2 separate regions of the Ovis aries genome follow, and region 1 is linked to region 2. A link is a contact called in public Hi-C data. All regions are on one chromosome and are shown on one strand. Each heading gives the region's core, a stretch centred on a gene start, on an enhancer-like site or on the middle of the called end of the contact. The rest is flanking DNA. Distances are from core to core; before and after follow the strand shown. Region 1 holds the start of ATP1B1 (ATPase Na+/K+ transporting subunit beta 1). Region 2 has its middle 52 kb from the start of XCL1.

What was found. A called contact is a pair of places that touch in the nucleus more often than the background predicts.
Region 1: a contact with region 2 is called in a Hi-C map of muscle, with 7 times the contacts expected there. The contact joins the promoter of ATP1B1 here to the enhancer-like site in region 2. A contact is called at or near these places in 2 of 16 Hi-C or Micro-C datasets (hypothalamus and muscle).

Annotation. Positions count from the first base shown.
Region 1 is chr12:36,033,461-36,038,227 of ARS-UI_Ramb_v3.0, forward strand. ATP1B1 (ATPase Na+/K+ transporting subunit beta 1) reads left to right here and starts at 1,783. Exons shown (of 7, transcript NM_001009796.1): 1 at 1,783-1,901; 2 at 2,362-2,867. The coding sequence starts at 2,771.
Region 2 is chr12:35,472,967-35,478,113 of ARS-UI_Ramb_v3.0, forward strand. No RefSeq gene overlaps it. Among named protein-coding and RNA genes, the nearest start is that of XCL1, 52 kb to the left of the region's middle. Within about 2 kb of position 2,030, at least 14 of the 54 cell types and tissues checked have an H3K27ac peak or open chromatin away from gene starts, as enhancers often do. A contact at or near this core is called in hypothalamus and muscle, where this site is marked.

The DNA.
Region 1 (4,767 bases), core at 533-3,032, 560 kb after region 2:
CCTTCACTTTCACTTTTCACTTTCATGCACTGGAGCAGGAAATGGCAACCCACTCCAGTGTTACTGCCTGGAGAATCCCAGGGATGGGGGAGCCTGGTGGGCTGCTGTTATGGGGTCGCACAGGCGTGCTGCAATTCATGGGGTCACAAAGAGTCGGACACGATTGAGCAACTGAACTGAACTGAACTGAACTGAACAGAACAGAGTCAGACCCAACTGCAGCGACTTAGCAGCAGCAGCAGCAACTGCCGTGAAGGCATGACCCTCAAAGCTTGTCAGAACCTGGCAAAAGTTTACCTGCAAGGGAAGAAGAATGAACAAAGCTAGGGAGGTAAAGTTTGAGGGGAGTTTATCTTCCCCTAAAGATAGCAGGGAAGAAGTACCTAAAGGCCAGCAGAAAAAGCTCATCCTTGCCGGACACAGGATCAGGCCAATTGGCAATTGCCACAACTCTAGAGAGTAAGATAGAATACCTCTTTTTTAAGGAGAAAATGAGGGTTCTAATAAAAAACCTGGCAATGTGAGCCCTTCTCGGCATACTTTGTTGTACTACATATCTCTACTGGAGAAGAGAGAGAGAGGTAGAGTGAGGGAGGGAGGGGTGGGTAAAGGGAGTTTGCACAAAGGAGGGCGCTGCACTCTCTCACTCAAACCCCCATCCCTTCCCATTCCATCTTTCCCTCCATTCATCCTCTTTCACTGATTCTGCCCACAGGTTTTTCCTGGTCTTGCTCATAGCAGGTACTCCCTAAACGCATGCCCTTCCTAGTGACCTGTCCTGCTGGCGAGTCCGCCATGAGTTAACTTCTGCTGGGAGGGTACCGGGGCATCATCCCCACAAGGGCAGCTTCTTCCTGCAGTTCTACCACCAGCTTGGGGCTTTTCCAATACAAACACTGCAGGGGCAAAGCAGGGGGCAGCTTCCTTTCTCCGCAGAGCAGTTCTCAAAGTTGCCCTTGACCCAAGCCTACATGCAGCAGCCCCTCTGGGGCTGGGTGGATGGATGGCTGCTCCTGCATTTCAGGAATTTTCAGGTTTGCCCAGGTCATGTAGGTGGGCCTTGGGAAGGATTCGTGGGAAAGAGCTCGCACTACATCAATGCAAGCTTGTCCTTAGACTTACCAGGTTGACCTTGGCGACAAAAAGGTGACTCGGACAAGCATCCCCCTGTACGGCTTTCTAAATATGGGGATGGGAAAGCTCCTTTCCCAAGATGGACTAGGTTGCCCCCTGGGGATGGGGCTTCTCTGTCCTGACTGCAGAGGCTCCCCTGCTGATTTCTGCTGTGTCACTGTCTTGAGAAGGACATGTGAAACTGCTCAGGGGCTTAGCAGAAGGAGATGAAACCAAGAAGTCTGGCTTTTCACGTGAGGCACGGGGGATAAAGGAGGGGAAGGAATAATAGGTGCCAATGGTTGCCTTGCAACTTTTCGCCGTTTGAACTGGACTTCCCTGAGCCTTTTAGGCCTTCGGTATTTTATAGAAGAACAAAGTGGTCTTTTTGTGACCCCCTAAGGGGGCATAAAACCATGTCCGTGACAGTACCAGGCACCGATTCGGCGCCAAGGGGAGTCCTGGGTGGCTGGGTCACCTGCAGATTTTGTCGCCCAGGTCTAGACCGGTGTGAGCCGCCAGCCAGGCAGTACGACTGGTTTCCGAGGGAACGACCCACTGGGAGCTGACCGGTCGGCCTCCTACACCACCTCACCCCTTCCCAACCCCGGATCTGGGCTGCCGCCCTGGGTGGGTTTGGCAATTGTCCAGCTTGAGGTGGTTCAGGCCGCCCACAAGGAGCACAGTGAGGCAGTCAGGAGCCGGGGCGGCCGACTGGACTGGCCTGGAAGGAGAGGGACGGGCCGGAACTGCAACCGCAGCGGCGGGGAGCGCGGAGCCGGCGGCAGGTGCAGGAGCCGGGAGGCGGGGCGGAGCGGGGCAAGAGTCCCCGACTCTCAGGAGTCCGGGAATGGCCTTCCCCCACCCAGCCAGGGCCTAGGAGGGGTGGGACCGGCGGCGGACGGAGGCCGGGGACCCCGAGCGCCTGCCGGGCGCCGGGCGACGCAGGTGCAGAGCAGCTCAGTACGGAAAGGAGGGGTCTGTGCCCAGCCCGGATCGAGGAGGGGGCTGCGCGGGCTTGCGGGCGCGCCGTGTCCCCGCCCCGGCTCCAGCCCGCCCCTCGCGCCGCCGCCGCGCAGTTCCTTTGTGCCAGCCCCGCGCCCGCCCCTTCGGGCCGCAGGCCCCGCCCCTCGCGGTATATAGTAAAGGTAGGGCGTGCGCCCCAGCCAATTTCTCGACTCGTGGCAGACGGCAGTCGTTTGTCCGTCCTTCCTTCTGACTTTCTTCTGTCCCTGCCTGTTTCTGCAGAGGTCACAGGAGGTGGGGGCCGGACACGCGTCCCTGGTGGCTGCGGGAGCGGCATCTGCGGGCCCCGAACTGCCCCCCGCCCAAGGGCAAGAGGAGCGCGTGGCGGACCAAAGAGAGCCCGCGAGCGGCCGCGCGCCCACCAATAGGTGCGGGGCTCGGAGCCGCCCAGCGTGCGCGGTCCCTCCCTCCTCCCTCCGCCCCCGCCCCCGCCGCCGCCGCCTACCCCTCCTGCCGCTCCTGACTCTGCTTCTCCGCCGCGCGTCTGGCACTCAGAGAGCCGCAGCGCCAGCGGCGGGTGCAGCCAGCGGAGAGCCAGGCCGGGAACGCCGAGCGGCAGCCCGGGAGGACGCGAGGGCGCACGCCGCAGTCACCCATCTTCAGTCCCTGCGGCAGCTGCTGACCCGCCACCATGGCCCGCGGAAAAGCCAAGGAGGAGGGCAGCTGGAAGAAATTTATCTGGAACTCGGAGAAGAAGGAGTTTTTGGGCAGGACCGGTGGCAGCTGGTGTAAGTACGGGGTCCGCAGCTCTTGCCCCCCTAGCGCCTTGTGTTTCCGGGTAGGCGCATCCCTTGCGCAGGCTCTGCGGACCGCTCCGCGCGCTCCGCGCTGGCGAAGGCGCAGCGGGTTCGGGTGGTGAGCGCTGCTCTGATTGCGCCGGCCCGGGCTTGTCATCCCTGTGCGGAATGCGGAGTCCCCGGAATAGGCGCGGGCGGGGATGGGAGCTCGCTAGGTAGAGCGTTATGTGGATTGTGGCGGTCTCGGTCAGTTGTAGTCTATCTGAGCATCACTGGAGCCCTTCCGTCCTGGGAACGGTCCGGCGGTGGGAGAGTTGATCTGTCTCTCCCTTACAGTCGTGTCCCAAGTCCTTAAAAATGAAATTTGAGGCTCTGAGAGAACCACAGGAAGGAAATCGGATCGAATGCAGGAGAGTTTGTGTATTATAGCACCTTTCATCTAGTCTAAATATGTACTTCAGAAGGCGAGGGTGGGGGGCGGCGGAGACAGAATCCATACACTGCAGTGTTTCGTAGCGAGACCTAGAATCTCGCCACCGATGACCTACCCTGGAGTCATCACAACCCAGAAGCGGCCCTGGAAGCTCTGTGTCAGGACTCCGTTTCTGAGCCTTGGCCCGTAAACATGGCAAAGTCGGTTTGTTTTCAGGGTCTACAGAGAGAGGCAGAATCGGTGCCTGGGTGTAAGAAATAAGTCGCATAAAGGCAGAAACAGGTCATCTTACAAGATTTTGAGTAGCCTGTTGCTTGACTGGATAGATTTTTTTTTCCCGTTGCAAATTAGATACCTTACCTGTCTTCCACCTCTCTACACGGAAAGGGTGACTTTTTTTTTTGGTAAGGTCATTTTGAAGGGCAGAGTTGTAGGCAAATCTGAATATGAGTCGTGACTGCGGAAGAGAGGGAAGGAGGGAGGGAACTCCCCCCTCCTGCATCACTGCCCCTCCTTCTCTAATATCATCATCACCATCACCGACACCACTAGCACCGCCACTGCAACCACTGAGGGAGCCCTGGGTAGGTGCTGATGTGATTCTTCTGATTGGAAGGCTCTGTGAGCATCGGCAGGAGAATGAGTCAGGGAAATAGCGCTTGGCTGACATTTTGAAATGGAAGAACCTGGAACGTACGATTTTTGTAGAGGAAAAAAAAAGCAGCCTGTAATGGGTCTCTCTTGATTGAAAAGTAAAGGGTTAATAATGCATCACACTTCAAGGTTAGTCAAGGTGAAGTCTTATCCCATACCTATGCTGAAGCATAGGTATCCTGAGCATGTTGAATGCAGGTCTTTAAGGCGATGGCTTGCAGCTTGTATTTTATATTTTATTTTGGAAAGACTGTATTCTTCAGTGGGGTTACTGCCATAGTTTCTCATGCAGAATGATAGCTCTCTGTGTTTTCTTAACGTGGAAGGGAAGGCCTGGAGAATTCAGGGTGTTTGTGGAGTGAACAGCTCCCAGCCTGGGCCATCTCCTAGTGACTCTTGGTAACTTGAGTGAAGTGTGAGGGGTACGCTGCAGGATGGGCCCCCTTCTCCCAGATTCACCGGAGGTTCCTACCACAATGATCTGATTGCAGCTTCAGCTTCGTCAGGGGCTGGGGCGTCATCGACTCCAGGCATATTGTAAAATCGGCCCTCTAGAGTTTTTCCCTCTCATAAAATATCTTTTTTTCCTCATTCCAATTCCAGAATAATATTTGTTTCAGAGGGTAAGGCAGTGTGGAACGACTTGTTCTGTAATCTGACAGCACCTCCATATGAGAGAGAGAGTGTATGTGTTGATGTTTGTGTCTTGATACTACATATAGCAGAGTGTCGATACACTGATTCATGAATGCAGACATGAGTACTGATGCTTATGGTTCATATTTCCTTCCATTTTCCAAGATG
Region 2 (5,147 bases), core at 780-3,279:
TGCAGTGAGTACAGCCAGGGGTGGAATGTGGGGATGCCATCCTGCCATCATGGATATGGAGTCCTTTTTATGACTTATGCCATTCCAACTGGCACAAACAGGGTACAGCTGAAGATTAAATGTCCTGAACATTGTTAACCCATTAGATTTCTTGACACCTTCTCCCAGAATTGTCTTTTTATATTTGCAGTAGTTTCTGTGTATCAATGGATATGAGATGTCCTCTTCCTTGTCATTTGTCAGGGAGCAGGTACTCTCTTGTACGCTTTGGGAAGGAAAAAAACGTCCTTTCAGTCCCGAGCTCGAGTTGCCAAGGAAAATCTCCTTTACCCCTACCCCTGCCTTGGTTGCACGATTGGTCCCAGCCTGCCTGGGACTTTCCCAACAGAATGTCCTGTGTCCTCCTTTAAACCCAGGACAAACTGGGATGGTTGGTCATCCTAATGTCACCCTATTTCTAGAGCAGCTCCCTGCCAAATCCATTCCTCTTCAGTTTCTATCGTTGTTGTTAGTCACCAAGTCATGTCTGACTCGTGACCCCATGGACTATAGCCCGCCAGGCTCCTCTGTCCATGGGATTTCCCAGCCAAGAATACTGGAGTGGGTTGCCATTTCCTTCTCCCGGGGACCTGCCCTACTCAGAGATCAAATCCACGTCTCCTGCACTGCAGGCGGATTTTTTACTGCTGAGTCATCTGTGCTGTGCTTAATCACTCAGTCATGTCTGACTTTTTGCAACCCCATGGACTGTAGGCAGTCAGGCTCCTCGGTCTGTGGGGCTTCTCCAGACAATAATACTGGAGTGGGTTGCCATGCCTTCCTCCAAGGGATCTTCCCAACCCAGGGACCAAACCCAGGTCTCCCACATTACAGGCAGATTCTTTCCCACCTGAGCCACCAGGGAAGCCCAAGAACACTGGAGTGGGTAGTCTATCCCTTCTCCAAGGGAATCTTCCAGAACGAGGAATCGAATCGAGGTCTCCTGCATAGCAGGCGATTCTTAACTAACTGAGCTACTGGGGAACCCCACTGAGTCACCTGGGAGGCCTAACTTTTGCAAAGTTGAACTTGACAGAGCAGTAAGAGTCCCCACGAGATAGCCAGGACAGAGGAGGGCCCTTTCCAAGAATCTCCCTACTTAGGCCCCATAGTATTGCTGGAAGGAGTTCCCTCTTCCTGCTCCTGAGGGTGATGAATCAGATCTGGCAAAATGCTCTGTCCACACTAGAAAGACATTCTGCGGCTCCATCTACATCTAACCAAGGCAGATGGACTGGTGAACTCAGCTTGATGGCCTTTTGCTTGGTGGGACAAGGAGAGTCCCCGTGACTATAAAGGACAGACGTCCCTGTGTCCTGGGCTTCCTGATGGGAGACTTGAGAGCCTCCTGGGAGTGGAAGAGAGTGGCTGCAGCTGGTTGGAAATGAGAGGAGACCACGGGGCCACTCAATCCTGTCAGCAGGAAATTAGGACTATCCCCTTGCCACCAGGGAAGATGTTTAATGTTTCCAGAATAGAACATCCTAGTAAAGCCAAGCAGGAAGCAAATACCTACTACGTCAATCAGTCTATGAGAAGATTTGGCACAAACCAGTTTGTCCTTCCTTTCTCTTGGCAAAGTAGGTCTGATGACTTTGGCTGGCTCTGCTGGGGCCAGTGCGGCTGGCAGGTGGTCCCAACTGATTAGATGCAATGCTGCGCTAGCCCAGAGGTTAAAACACTTGCTCAGATACCCCCTTCTCAGCAGTTCCTATTTCCTTAGGACAGAGTTATCAATTCAGGGCTTTCTGCCCTGTCCACAGAGTATTTGCTGCTGCTGAATTTGTTGTTTTAGGGCGTGATGACTTGACAGCTCCAGGGCGCGGAGGGCTGGGCGGGGGGCAGGAACATCAAGTAGCATTTCAGCTTCCCTGTCATGCCAGAGGGGCTTCCATAAAGGAGAAGATGAATTCACTGCATGTGTGCAGTGCGCGGGGCTTATGTAAGCTGCAGGCAGCAGCACACAGAGGAGAACAGAAGCCAGGCGGGGGCAGGGAGATCCGGGGAGGCAGCCCCGCAGTGCAGATGCCGGCTTGCAAAGCTGCGCCTGGAGGTGCCACAGGACCGTAGCGCTGCAGTGAGGGGATGACAGCAGGGGCGGAGGAGGGTTTATAAGCTTCTAGCCCCGGGGCTGGGAGGCAAAACCCTAATTTGGCAATGCTTAGGGTGGGCAGGGCTGGAGATGGTGGGAAAGCTGCCTTATTGGGGCTTGTTTGCGACAATAGGTGGGGGTGTACAGGGAAGGGAGGGAGCCGAGGGGAGAGGAAATGGCCAGAGGTCTTGGAGCTGCTTTGCAGGAGGAGGAATTAAAGCAGCAAGATTCTTCCTTATGATCTCAGCCAGACTCCTCCGCATCTCTGAGTCTCCTAAACCGTGGCCCACAGCTGCCCACCCCAGCACCTAGTACCTCGGAGAAGCTCTGCTGGAGTGATCGTGTTTGGGGGCAACAGGGCAGCATCTCAGCTGAGTAGGCATCTCCATGTTGCACCGATCAGGTGGTTGCATCCCACAATACTTGAAGGTTTTTTGGTTTTTTTGTGTTTTTTTTTTTTTTTTTTTTTATTCTGCACAAGGTACCAGGCAAGGCCTTTCAGGGTATATTTCTGCCTACTAGGTCTTGAGAGATAATGGTAACAGATAGGAAAGAGGCCAGATAAATAAAGCACAGGGCTGAATATGGTACCTGAAATTCTTAAGGGAGATTCAAAGTGTCATATGCTTTTTTCCTGTAGGTTCAAATACTAACAGCTTTCCTTCCAGCTGATTTTCTGCTTTGGAGGAACAAGATGTGAGTTATTTTGAATGATTGCTGTAAATGTGATCAGGTTGTCAACAGGACAAAAGCTGTAGGTACATTTCAGCTTGTATTCAACTTCAGTAATAGTCGCTCTCTTTGCTCTGGTAGAGGAAGCTGGCCTTTAAAGTCTGGCAGACCTGGGTAGAGATCTTGGCCCTGTCATTTACTTGCCTTTTGTTATTAGGCAAGTAACTTCACTGTCATTTTTCTCAGCTGTTAAGTGGAATTAAATGAAAAGTGGTTGAGAGTTCAAGCTCTGAAGTTAAACTGCCTGGGCTTGAATACAGAATCCACTGCTTATTAGCTGTGATCTTAGGTGAGTTGCTGAATCTCCTGACACCTCAGTTTCTTCATCTGGAAAAAGAGGACAATAGTATCTACCCCATAAGTTTGCTGTAATGATTAAATATGATACTATATGCATGGAGTTTAAAAGAGTGGCTAATAAAGAATAAGTGTTTTATAATAATGATGATCACAACAATAATTTTATCACAAGGTTGCTGTGAGGTATAAATTTGACAACATACACAAGAGTACCTGGAAAATAAACCTGAATACATGTGATTGTCTCCTTCCTTTACTTATAAGTTAGAAAACAACAGAAAAGCCCTTCTGTACTAACACTCTGAACTGCTTAATTAAGTCTGATATGGCGAGGTAATTTTTCTTTTTTCACTGCTATTGCTTTCCTTTTAAGAAAATGGAAACTAAAGTTGATAAAGGGAGTGATTATTAATATGATATAATAGTTCTTAACATTAAATACAGGAGTTACACTAAAGTACAATTTTCAAAAAGGTTAAAATCATGATTCATATGCAAACACATAATGAATAAATTTCAAACATTTTATTTAACCCATCTATTAATTAGGGAATGAGTAAGATGCTAAAATCTGTTCAAAGGAGAATTTGAAGAACACACACATGGAATCAGGAATGCTGAAATGAATTTGCTAATAGATATAAAACCGGTTAATAGCCTATGGTGCCACAGAGTATGGGCTTTCCAGGTGCTAGTGGTAAAGAGTCCGCCTGCCAGTGCCGGTGACATAACAGATGTGGGTTTGATCCCTGGGTCTGGGAGATCCCCTGGAGGAGGGCATGGCAATCTATCCCAGTATTCTAGGAGAATCCCATGGACAGAGGAGCCTGGTGGGCTACAGTCCACGTGGTCACAAAGAGTCAGACATGACGGAGCACACAAGCACGAATTCTCAGAGCATGGCCTGGGAGGCCTTAAATTACAATCCCCCAAATTCCTGGGCATTAAGTCATTTAAACAACTGATGGGCCAGACTCTGTCTCATCTCCTCTTTTTGGAAGTGAGTCCAGCCAGTTTCTCAGAGACACAAGTGGGAGGAAGGACGCTCAGAGAGAAATGGCCTAGAATAAATGGCTCTTGGTCTATGCTCCTTAGTGATATGGTACGTCTACCCCAGAGGTCCTCTAACTCATGTGTTTGGGGAGCCAGGGAGAAGTAACAGAAAACACAGTGGAATCAACTAAATCAGATTTATTCATTGGAATACAAGGAGATGTTTTTTCTCTTTTCTTTACTCAGGCCACATCATTAAGCCTAATTAATGGAAAATGTAGAGGTTGCTCAGAACGAATTTTTAGTTGTCATTATCCAAAGACAGCAATCAACATGCAGATGAGAGTTACCTCTATCTTATCATAGGAGAGGAATATGTATTCTTGTTAATAAAGGAAAAACAGCAAGGGGATATTTATTGTGGCTTCTCCATCCACTGGTAGCCGATAGGGTGGGGAGGAGCAGGCAATGGATGCAGAGCCAGGAGAACATTTTGTGTGCTGAACTGATGCCACTCGGTATCAACTGCTGCTTTCTGCCAGGAGGGGCTAAGTGCTGCATTGATGTTCTCTTCTCACTCTACTGGAAGAGAGGTGAGGACCAAGGATCTGATTTCTTTGCCTTCACCCCAGCCTGAACAAAGGTGAGCAGCTAAGTGGCTTTTTCCCGAAGTACGCCAGGCCACTGGGATTTTTTAACCAGAACAGACACTTCAGGGCTTTGCAATCTCTCATCTGATCCACTCTCATTCTGACCTTCACTCTACATAATCAGCGCCCTTCCATCTAACTAAACAGAGATCTGGGGCAGCAGAGGACAGAATTAGCAATAACCCACCAGGAGATGGGAACTCAGCTTGAGGAAGAGAACACCTGACTGTAACCTACATGAAAGAAAACAAGTCAGATGGAGGCAGAGGGAAGCCTCCTTGATTTGCACTTGTCCTTGTGTTCCTAAAAAATCGAAAAATGACCCTTGGCAGACTCCCGTA